Regions from separate parts of the Zea mays genome. Here region 1 is linked to region 2. Evidence: chromatin contacts called from public Hi-C data. All regions are on one chromosome and are shown on one strand. The core of a region is the stretch at or near the end of the contact, and the rest is flanking DNA. Distances in the headings are between cores, read along the strand shown. Region 1 holds the start of LOC100192768. Region 2 holds the start of LOC103626132 (phosphatidylinositol 4-phosphate 5-kinase 9).

Evidence for each region. Hi-C and Micro-C count contacts between places; a contact is called where the count stands out from the background.
Region 1: a contact with region 2 is called in a Hi-C map of endosperm, with 2.5 times the contacts expected there. The contact joins the promoter of LOC100192768 here to the promoter of LOC103626132 in region 2. A contact is called at or near these places in 2 of 25 Hi-C or Micro-C datasets (bundle sheath and endosperm).

The regions. Positions count from the first base shown.
Region 1 is chr5:25,594,011-25,600,013 of Zm-B73-REFERENCE-NAM-5.0, reverse strand. LOC100192768 reads left to right here and starts at 3,300. Exons shown (of 5, transcript NM_001347650.1): 1 at 3,300-3,480; 2 at 3,607-3,824; 3 at 3,927-4,091; 4 at 4,197-4,432; 5 at 4,523-4,952. The coding sequence starts at 3,408. The coding sequence ends at 4,778.
Region 2 is chr5:25,261,992-25,267,743 of Zm-B73-REFERENCE-NAM-5.0, reverse strand. It overlaps LOC103626132 (phosphatidylinositol 4-phosphate 5-kinase 9), which reads left to right and starts at 4,061. Exons shown (of 10, transcript XM_008646519.3): 1 at 4,061-4,485; 2 at 4,756-4,823. It overlaps TRNAK-UUU (transfer RNA lysine (anticodon UUU)), which reads left to right and starts at 956; the gene lies at 956-1,028.

The DNA of each region.
Region 1 (6,003 bases), core at 2,051-4,550, 330 kb before region 2:
GGGTTGCTGAAAGGCGTAACAGAACACTAATGGATATGGTAAGGAGTATCAGAAAGTTTGGTTTCGAGGAAAACAAGGAAGACGATTCCATTTATGCAAAATTTAGAAAAGGAAAGTATATCTTCCTTGTTCTGTATGTCGATGACATACTTTTAGCTAGTAGTGCTAAGGATCTACCGGCGGAAACAAAAAGGTTTCTTTCCTCGAATTTTGATATGAAAGACATGGGAGAAGCCTCTTATGTTATTGGAAAAGAAATTCACACAGACACTCAAAAGGGAGTATTAGGACTCTCACAGAAGTCATGTATAGAAAACGTACTAAAGAGGTACAATATGCACAAGTGTAATGTCTCGTTTGGTCCAATAATCAAGGGTGATAAGTTTGGAGAATATCAGTGTCCCAAAGAATCAGTATGAGAAAAAATATAAACTCAATACCATATGCTTTAGCTATTGGAAGCATTATGTATGCTCAAGTATGTGCTCACCCTGACTTAGCATTTACCACCGGGATGCTTGGACGCTATCAGAAGAATCCAGGCATAGATCACTGGAAAGCAGTCAAGAAGGCTATAAGGTACCCGCAAAGTACTAAAGGTCTCATGCTTACGTATAGAAGATCTAGTCCCCTAAAAATAGTTGGTTATGCAGATGCCGACTGGGGGGCGTAGAGTACACTAAAGTCCACTTTAGGGTATATATTTATGCTCTCTAGAGGAGCTATTTCTTGGAAGAGTTGCAAACAGACAGTGAGAGAATCGTCGACAATGCGCGTTGAGTTTGTAGCTACGTATGAGGCAACTGGACATGCGATATGGATAAACAAATTCGTACCCAGATTAAGATTGGTTGATAGCATAGAACGACCACTTAGAATTTATTGCGACAATGAGCCAGCGGTATTTTTCTCCCATAACAATAAGTCAAGTGGCGCTGCTAAGTATATTGACATTAAGTGTTATATTTTTAAGGAGAAGATTCTGGATCACACCATTGAAGTTGAGCATATAAGAACCCATCAGATGCTTGCAGATCCGCTCACAAAAGGTCTTCCATCCAGTGTGTTTAGTAAGCACGTAGCCAGCATGGGATTAAGGGAGTACCTATGACCCTGAATCATAGGGGCTACATATTGCAATCTTGTAAAGTCTTTTCGTTCTGAAGCAGGGGAGCATGTTGTAGTCAATGAGTGCAGTGATACTTAATAGATCATTGTCACACATTGGTCTCTACGTGTAAATTTGTCAAAGTATGGAATTCATAAAAATTTGAGTGAGAGGTATGTAGAGAACAAAGGGGAGATTGTTAGGATGTGTCCTCTACACTAGCCGGTTAACAGTAACCAAGGTAGGGTTAATCCTAACCGTCTAACCGCGCCCTTGATCGAGGGGAGGGGTATCCTAACCGTTGGTTTCAGACCCCGGTCACACGACGCCATATAAATAGATTAAGGGGGCCGACGGGTTTAGCCAACACTAATCACTCGACCACAAAACCCTAATCAACATTCTATGAGGAACCGATCTCCTAGGCGCTTGGAGTGACTGGAAGAGCTGTGACTATATCTTAGATCCCCATCTCCCCATCGGGACCGGGATTTGAGCCTCCACTGTAGGTGTCACTGGAGGAGTCGATCCACCACCGATCAACGACGAAAAACAGTCTCCTCGTCACACGCAGCAAGATCGAGGAGGAGGAGGAGGCGGCGGGTCTTCACTGCAAGACGCCACCGCGATGGTGGCTATGAACAATAATGAAGGTATTGTAGTTGCGGATTGATATTTTAGAGGCTTATGAATCGATCCTAGGCACTATAGAATCTAACAAAACACAATGGTGAAACCTATTCTATATTTTGACAATTTCTTAAAATAGTCAATTTTAGTTGTCAACAATAAATATAGAGGGTATGGATTTTTGTGGATAAACTACAAAATTTTCTTATAAATTATAAATTTATTTTTTTGGAGATGACGAGGACCTAACTAATATCGTACAAAATTTAATGGATACCCAGTGCATTAAACCGAAGCATATGGACTTTTGGATTCTAGAAGCGGGTGACAAAGGATTGTCTAACCAACATGTGATTTGAAGAGAGAGAGACGGGTGGCAGTGTCGCATAAGTGCCTGGATGTCAATAGGCGAAGCGTCAATGAAATTCCAACAGTCAATTAACAAGTCTCCACGTGATTTTGAGTTTCTGACAATGCGCTTCACGTATTATTATGTCACTACGTACTGGTAATAGAGTAAGAAGCCTATCATTACAAACAAAGTAAGGATAGACTGTTCGGTTCTGATTTTCTAGATTGTGGTTGCAGCTGCAGCAATACACCAGTGGCTTCTCTTTACTCAGTGTTATGATAATTTAGTCTGCTACGAGTAGGGATGGCAATGGATCACCATTCAAATATCATTTTATAAAAAGTTATAGCCCTTAAATAATTTTGGTTTAAAAATGAATAGTAATAAAACTTGACCATAATCCATCGAAATACATGTATTATCTCAGTTTTTTTTGGAAAAAAAACAAGCAATGATAAGTTTAACTAAATGTATAAAAATATGATACTAAATTAAGATTGCTCTGGTTTAATTTGAAATTACAAGTCATTCTGACTTTTATAAATACATAGTTTTTAGATGTAGATAGATATAATGTATTGATAAATACTAAAAGTAGATATCTAGAATAGCAAAAGCAGTTATAATATAGAATGGCCAGAGAGTATTAGATTAATCATATAATATAATTCTATACTGAAACTATTTAAAAAAATAATGCCGTATTGTATAGAGCTAGTTAGATTTGAATCGATTAGTTTTTCAGAAAACAAAGACGCCATCTTTTTCAAGCGCAGCTCGGCGTGGAAAAGGAGACAAGAAACCATTATTGTACTGTGAGTAGGCCCCCAAATGGTCTTGGACGCCACTGGTGCGGACGTGCGGTGATGCTGATCGATGGATTCTACGGTTCCTGCCTGTCAAGTGTTTGTCCTCGTCTCGTCTTCGGAAAACAACAAACGACAAGTCCAAGGCAGAGTAGGCACGTGGGAGACTGATCACCGTGTCTGAATCAGGGATTACATTTTCGGTTTGGAATTTGGGAAAACCCCGTTTTATTTGACTTTTGAATTTCAGATTTTAGACCGAAATATACCAAAAACTGGATCGAAAATTGCATATCGGACTGGACTGAGTACGAAAAAAAAAATACCGAGGGAAAGTTCAAGTGTTCAACCTTGAATGGCCATGGCCTTCTTTTCGTTTTCGTTTTTTTTTTGAAGAACAGACAGACTTGAAAGTTGAGATATCTCACTAATCCCCAAAATGTCCCTATAAAACTGATGATCTGCTGATGAGACATCCCACTCGCCGGCCGTCCTTGAAGAGCGAGCAGCAATGGCGCAGGAGATCGAGCACACCCACCTCCCCATCCGCGGCCTCAACCTCCACGTCGCACAAGTAGGCACAGGTGAGTCCTCATCGTTGCTTTGAGCCGATGGATCCCAGCGGAGCAGGCAGAGTATCGATCATTCATGGGCTACGGCCTGCGGGCCGCACGGCTGGCCGGCTGGTGCCGTTGGTTCGTGTGCCGCAGGTGAACTGGGCACGGTGGTGTTCCTGCACGGCTTCCCGGAGATATGGTACTCGTGGCGCCACCAGATGCGGGCCGTGGCCGCGGCGGGGTACCGCGCCATCGCGCCGGACTGCCGCGGGTACGGCCTGTCGGAGCAGCCGCCGGAGCACGAGGAGGTCTCTCCTGACGACCTCATCGCCGACGTGCTGGGCATCCTCGACGCCCTCAGCGTCCCGAAGGTAAAGCAGCGGCTGCGGCGGTAGCCCACCGAACGGGACGAAAAGGAGGAGCGTCCAATCCATGTCTCCAAGATCTGAGCTGCTGTTGCCGCGCGCGTGCAGGCGTTCTTGGTGGGCAAGGACTTCGGCGCCATGCCGGCGTACGAGTTCGCGCTGCAGCACCCGGGCCGCACCCTCGGCGTGGTGTGCCTGGGCATCCCCTTCAACCCGGCTCCCATGTCCTTCGACGCCATCATGCCCGAAGGATTCTACATCCTGCGCTGGCGCGTGCGTAGCCGCCCGCCACTGACTGCATACATACAGCTCTTGCTATTCTAGTATTCTTCTTCTTCTTGAGCTGGTGTTCTCCTTTTGCTTTCTCTTCTTGTTCAGGAGCCGGGCAGGGCGGAGGCCGACTTCGGCCGGTTCGACGTGAGGCGCGTGGTGCGCACCATCTACGTGCTCTTCGCCGGCGCCGAGATCCCGATTGCCAAGGAAGGGCAGGAGATCATGGACCTGGCCGACCTGTCCACGCCCCTCCCGGAGTGGTTCACCGAGGAGGACCTGGACGCCTACGCCAAGCTCTACGAGAAGTCCGGCTTCGGGTACCCGCTCAAGATGCCGTACAGGTAGCCACTCCTTTCGCCGGCCAAACGGCAGATCTCTCTGATGTTCATTAATTGCTTTTTTGGCTTCCATGGGAAAATTTGATTGCGCAGATCTATGCACAAGCTCCCGAACCGGCTGGACGCCAAGTTCCAGGTGCCGGTGTTCATGGTGATGGGGGAGAAGGACTACGCGTTCAAGTTCCCGGGGTTCGAGACCGCCATGCGCGGCGGCGTCATGGACAACTTCATGCCGGACCTCAAGATCACCTACATCCCTGAGGGGAGCCACTTCGTGCAGGAGCAGCTCCCAGAGCAGGTCAACGACCTGCTACTCGGCTTCCTCAGGGACCATCCCTCCGCCGCATAAGCAGCGGGTGAGACCGTCAGAATAATGGAATGCTTCCTGAGCAACGGTTTCTCTACTCTATTGCCGTTGCCTGGATCCATGACCGTGTTAATTAATTAATTAGTACATATACCTCCTACTCAAATCAGATGTACGGTTTTTTTAATCTGCAATAAAAATCATCGTTGCTGCATTACTCGATCCGTACCTTTGCGTAGAGGTTCTTTTGATTTAGATAACGGAGTGAAGTCTACTCAGACTGACCGCAGCGCACCCCTCCCCCCTAGCACTGTAGACGCGTAGAGGCGCTCTACACGCCCAGCAGTGGCCTCCAAATGGCCCCCTACGCGCTACAGTGCTAGGGGAGGCCGCACAGGTCCTCTAGATCAAGGGGAGCACTGTAGCGCCCCCTTGCACAGTGCTCCCCTATTTAATAGTTTAAAAAAATAGTAATAAAAGATAAATATGGTTAGATAATAATATTTTATAGTTGTAGTGGGGTATAGAGGGATAATATAGGGGGAACCGCTGCGGGAGATGAAAATTTAGGGGGTGAAATGTTGATGATGTGACTTAAAAAAGTGATATAGGGGGAAAAATTTAGGGGGAACCGCTGCGGATAGCCTCAGCCGAGGCCAGTGTCAGTAAGGTAGCGTTTGGAAGGAGGGACGAATAAGGACGAGGATGGATAAGATAGGATCATTCTAATTTGACTCGCGTTTGATTTAGAGGTTCAGAGTTAGGGTTAAGAAATATTCTTTAAAAATGATGGATGAGGTCATTCCTAAAAAAAATAAGGGACATGATCAGCACAGTATTGATCCCGTCCCATCTCTCGTTGACACCGAACCAAACACTACCTAAGAGTTTTACTTTTACTCCCTCCGTCTCAGGATATAAGGCGTAACCACTTTTTATTCTTGTCCCACAATATAAGGCGTGCTCTCTCTATGCATACGTATATCGATGCAGTGGTATAGAGACAATTAAATGCATTTCTTGGTCTTTGAACCAGAGTTAGTTACGCCTTATATACTGGGACGGAGGGAGTATTTAATAAGTTGCCACATAAGTTTTTTCTTTATACAATATCTCTATTATAAAACATCAGTTTTAGCTGTCGTCCCGCGTCATCCTACCCATCGTTTAATGCAAAAAAGTAAAATCACACACAAATAGAAGCATGTATATTTTTTTTTAATGTTTTATTAAAACAAAATCAATTCATATAGAACCGTGGTAAGGC
Region 2 (5,752 bases), core at 2,812-5,311:
TTAAGAGGCTCTATATTAAATGGGCTCGTCTCTTCACGATTCTCCATAAACATTGTCCTTTAACTATATTTATAATATATAGACTCAATGTTGTATCATCCCGTCTCTGAGCTGTCTCTTGTACTTAAAAACTGATCTACGGTCTAAAGATTGTACATGCCCTCATATGTGCTGCCGGCACGACGACACACCCAAAAGTGACCGGTAACGCCGTTATTTGCCTTTTATAATAGAAAACTAATACTACTATCCTAAATAAATCAATTATTGGTGTTATTTTAAATCAAAATCTTTTATATATGATCAGATTTATTAAAAAATATAATATTTGTAACACCAAATGAGTATCTTAACAAAATATAGTTTATGGTGTATATAATAATAATATTAACTCATTATTATAAATCGTGGTGACTTTTCTAGAAATCCAGTTTACGGTAAAACTAGTATGGTATAGCTCGGTCTACAATAAGTTTGCTTTGTTTGGTTTATGCCGGCCGGGATAGAAAAGCTGCCGAGAGTGCTGAAATTGCAGTGTATAGTCTACTCCAACAAATATATACATTGATTGCTCTACCCATCGATGATTGAGCCTTAATCATGCATCTCCTCGGTGGTGCTAATTAATGAACTCCGCACAGAGATCTGATGATGCATCGATTCATCTGAACCTTCGCTTGCAACGTACGGCGCCAGGTGGGTAGGGTGACCGAATTTTTTATATTTTAGTCCTTCCTCGGAAAAAAATTCACGTTTGGACCTTACAAAATTTTAATGTCATTTTTAGACCCTTTGCTCGGCGCCATAGCCAATGGCGCCGAGGTAACACAGCTCGGCGCCATAGGCTATGGCGCCGAGGTGCGTGTTACGCTGGCACAAACGGACGTTGTGGCACCGACGTGGCACCAAGCTCGGCGCCATAGATCTTGGCGCCGAGCTTTATTATGTACACAAAACTTGTCTAGCTCAGTTGGTAGAGCATAAGGCTTTTAACCTTGTGGTTGTGGGTTCAAGCCCCACGATAGACATGTTTTCATACTTTTTTTTGTCTTTGTCACTGATTTTTTTTGTTGTCCAGATTTTTCGTTTATGTCGCTGATTTGTCCGTCTAGATTTATTTTTTATCCAGATTTTTTTGTTTTTGTGACTGATTTGTTTATCCGTCCATATTTTTTTCGTTTATTAAGCTTAAGAAAACGTACTTGCATTGGTTAGCGGCCACCGGTTTAGCTATAGTGCATCGTGGTTTTTTTCGTTTATGCCGCTGATTTGTCCGTCTAAATTTATTTCTCATCTTGATTTGTTTTTGCTTTTGCGACTGATTTGTTTATTACATTTTGTTTAATAGTAAATAATCTGTCTGGCCCTTGGTGCATTGTAAACCCCACATGCTTAAGCTTGATTCCGTCCTCTCGCTAATTACAAGTGATTTTAAACATTAAATAATATACTAAAAACTGAAGTACACCATTTAAAATATTAAAAATATTTATATCATAAACAAATGATTGTGTTAATCTTATGTACAATGATAAATTTTAATTAATATTAAAAAGTATAATTTCGAATATATTAGATTATTGGAGTTTTAGAGTCCAAAATATAAATATACTTAATAACCAAAAAGATTATAATTAGAGTCCAAAATATAAATATACAAGGTATAAATAAACAGTGACTTGATGATTTTATAAAGTACTCCGTACTTCCATAGGGTGGGTTACTTATGTGCATGGTACTTGCGTCACGCAGTTTGAATAAACAAAAACAAAAACAAAAAATATCTAGATGAATAAATAAATTTGTCACAAAAACAAAAAAACTAGATGAAAAATAAATCTGGACGGACAAATCAGCGACATAAACGAAAAATATGGACAACAAAAAACAAATTAGTGATAAAAAAATACGTCCATCGTGGAGCTTGAACCCACAACCTCAAGGTTAAAAGTCTTGTACTCTACCGACTGAGCTAGACATACTTTGTTGTTACATATCCGAGCTCGGCGCCATAGATCTTGGCGCCATAGATCTTGGCGCCGAGCTCGGTACCACGTTGGCGCCACGTCGTTCAGGTTGGGCCAGCGTAGCACGCACCTCGGCGCCATAGCCTATGGCGCCGAGCTGTGTTACCTCGGCGCCATTGGCTATGGCGCCGAGAAAAGGGTCCAAAAATGACATTAAAATTTTCTAAGGTCCAAACGTGAATTTTTTTTTGAGGAAGAGCTAAAATATAAAAAATTCGGGTAGGGTGACAGCATTTGTCTAATCTTATGAGGGCTATATCATACTTTCTCTATTATTATAAAATAATTTATAATTTAGGACGGGAGAGTATATAAAAGGTTTAGTTTTCTAAGTCAGATCAGTCTAAATTTGATCAGATGGCCATCTATACTGACTGATAAGGACATGTACAACTTAGAGCCTTTAGTTTGGTTTTTCAAGTGTAAAATATAGACCGAGCGCATATATCATAAATATAGTTATTATATAAAAAAATCGTGAAGAGACAGACTCATCTCTCTGATTTTTTTTCACTTAACCTTTAGAGACCCGCTCAAGAGGCCTCTTAGTTAATGGAGTTAGAGCAACTACAATAGTTCTCTAAACAACTCTCTAAATCTTAAATTTAAGAAGTAAATAGAAAAATACTTCTCCAATGGTTCTCTAAATAGACTTGCTAAATTTACTTAGTTGCTATTCAACTCTATTTACTCTCCACATTTAGCAACTCGGTAGGAACTCCCTAAATACAGTTGACGTCAATTTCTTCACACTAGCGTGATTATTTTTCACTTTCCCACACAGTGAGGTAGACAGGTATAACACACTCTTTTTTCACTTTCTAGCATGAGATAACTAAGTCAAACATGTATGACACAAGTTTCTCCTTCACCATCGAACCCAACTTCCTCATAGGTTGCGCCACCGGACCACCACTCCTCCATAGTTCATATTGACCGGCTTTTTCTCTTTCGCCCTCACATAGGGGCAGGGCCGCTAAATCTAGATTCAAAATCGAGCTACTTCATAAATATGAGCAACTATTGGAGACTAAGTTATTTTTTACTTTCAATAGCTATTTAGCAACTTGCTAAACATGATTTTAGCAAGCTATTTTTTAGAGAACTATTGGAGTTGCTCTTATGCATGCCTTAAGCTGATATCCCAATCACCACACCACTAGCATGTGGGGCTCATACGGGCATTGACTTTTGATGTGGGGTGCTGACCCACCACAATTGCCCTAGGATAGTCCCGCCACCAATGTACTATCGCTACCCTGCTTTGCCTCGTACAATTAACAAATAGAAAGTCCCTAGCCGTTCGATCGCCTAGAAGGTAACGGAAAAAAAAAACGAAGCAGAAGAAGTGCAAGCCATCGCTCTTTTGGTCTGGTCGTAGTAGCATCAATCACTAGACGCTCCCTCCAATGAAGCCGCCGTGGCGGCGCCGAGAGCAGTCAAAGAAAATGCCATTTGCCTTCAAAAATCAAGCCCGAAAATTTAATCACCGGGACACATAGTACTATCTCTTACTCACTCCGTCAAGAAATGACAAACATATTTATTATTAACTCCGTTCTCGAATATTTATTATCATTAGTTTATTTTAACTAAAATATGACAAATAAAAAAATGGAGAGAGTACTTTTTTTTTACAAACTGTAACCGATAGTTAGTTAAGTCACATATACAAAATTATGGCATAAAGCTTAAATGAAGGCACGATGTTCAGATAATATTAATCCTCTAGCAAGTAACAGTATATTGTAAGGGAAAATGAAGCTAAAAAAATGTGTTTCGCCTGACTTTTGCTCCCATCAAACGTGTAACGGCGAGGGAAGTATTATTTTAGTAGTTCAAGTTCTGATAGTGCATGGAACTTTTTTTTGCTCTTATCTGGCCTCGTACGTACCCAATCACGGCCGAATTGACATTTCACATCTACTTACTTAATTTGGGGGTAATACAGGCCCCAGAGCTAAAAGATGGAAAGATTAGTAAAAGTAAGCAGAGGCATTGATAAAATAGTGTAAAAGGGACGTCCATTATTATATATAAGTATATACTAATAGTTTGTTGTTTCCCTTTCAATCACCTAGCTTTTCGCCCCTTTTTTTTCCCCCACGACCAGGATCGGTGAGCGAGTCCAAGCGGCCAAATCCAATCGCTAACCACCGCCGGCGTCCTCGTCTACGTCTACTACCTGCTCTGCTCTCTCTCCCCCACAGGCCCCGCAGCATCCACACGAGGACTTCAGAATCAGCAGCAGCCAGCAGGCAGCAGCTCAGCGAGACAGACGCGTCCGGGGCTCCCCTCCGCGCGCCCGCCGATCAAGGATCAACAACACACGGGGACGCCTCCCGTCTCCTTCATTCCCAGCCTGCACTGCGCCGCCCCAGACGCCCGCGACCCTCTCCACCTCCTCCGGCGAATACCGTTCCTCCCCGGCAAGCTACCCTCCGATCCTTTGTTCCGGGTGAGTCTACGCGCAGCGCTTCCTCCCGCGGCCGGATCCCCATCGGCGCGACGCGATTCGTGGATCCGGCGGCCGGGGTCTTCGCCGTCCACAGCAGTACAGCATCGCTTCTCAGTCCTCCTCCTCCCCTTGCCTCTAGTCTGGCAGCGCACCCCTGCCTCCACTAGTCCACTGTCCTTTTTTTACATGGAGACTAGAGTTGACCCTCCGCACGGATCCTCTCCGTCCTCACCCTCTTCTCCCTCTCCCTCCCTCTCCATATCTCTGCAGGTCTGCGAGGTAGTACCGTCGACGAGGCCTCCCTCCCCTCCGGCGAGCCCCCCTTCCGAAGTCGTGAGGTAATCCTGCCCGGCTGCCCCCCACTCCTTACCCCTCCTGTAGTCTTGTGTAGGTGCAACTCTTCTGAAAATAAAGTTCACAGTTGACGATTAGGGCCATGCAAAACTACAATGATCATCCGTGTACCTCCGCTCACTGAGTTAGACATGATCAGTTGTTTTGCTTTTATAAAGAAAAAAGTAAAAGTAAAAAAGAAGACTATATTCATGATTCTCAAACTCTGAACCATATCGGTGTTGTCTCTAGTATACTTGCTTACGTATGTGTGGTACATGATTAGGCTGAGCTGTGTAGAGGTTAGAGATAATTGTGAGCCTATTTTTCTTTTCATATATGAGTTGATATGTACCTACAAATTCCTAGTTGCAATTTATCCTTAATAAAAAATCTTTACAAATTGTTTTCCACACATCATTGTAAGATTAAAGAAAGGCACATGGAGGCTACAGTTAAAAAAAAATCTGCCCTACCCAAAGCACAATGCGAAACGCCTTAAGGTAAATCTTGATTCTTCCAGATTAAGCAGGATTCATCAAACAGTCAACAGTTGGGCCTTTCGGCTTATGCATGACATAAGGTAAATAAGAAAGGACCGTAGTAAATTCAGCAAGATTGAGCAAAATTCCTTCCAAACACCTTAAGGTGAAATAAGGTAAAGGATCAAGTAGTCCAGATTAACGCCGTCCTATCGTTCTCTCAGTAGGACAGATTGTTTGTTGTAGCCTCTCTGCGCCCTTCTTTAATCTTATAGCAATTTGCGGAAAAAAAGGAACTGAGCCGTAGCTCAGTGGTATGCTCGGCAGTTACGAGCGGCCGGTCCTGGGTTCGATTCCTATCGCCCACGATTTCCTACCCATTCAGGTGGGAGCCTCTCCCTCCGGTGACAGTAAAAAAAAACAATTTGCGGAAAAGGTTCCTAAAATGGAAT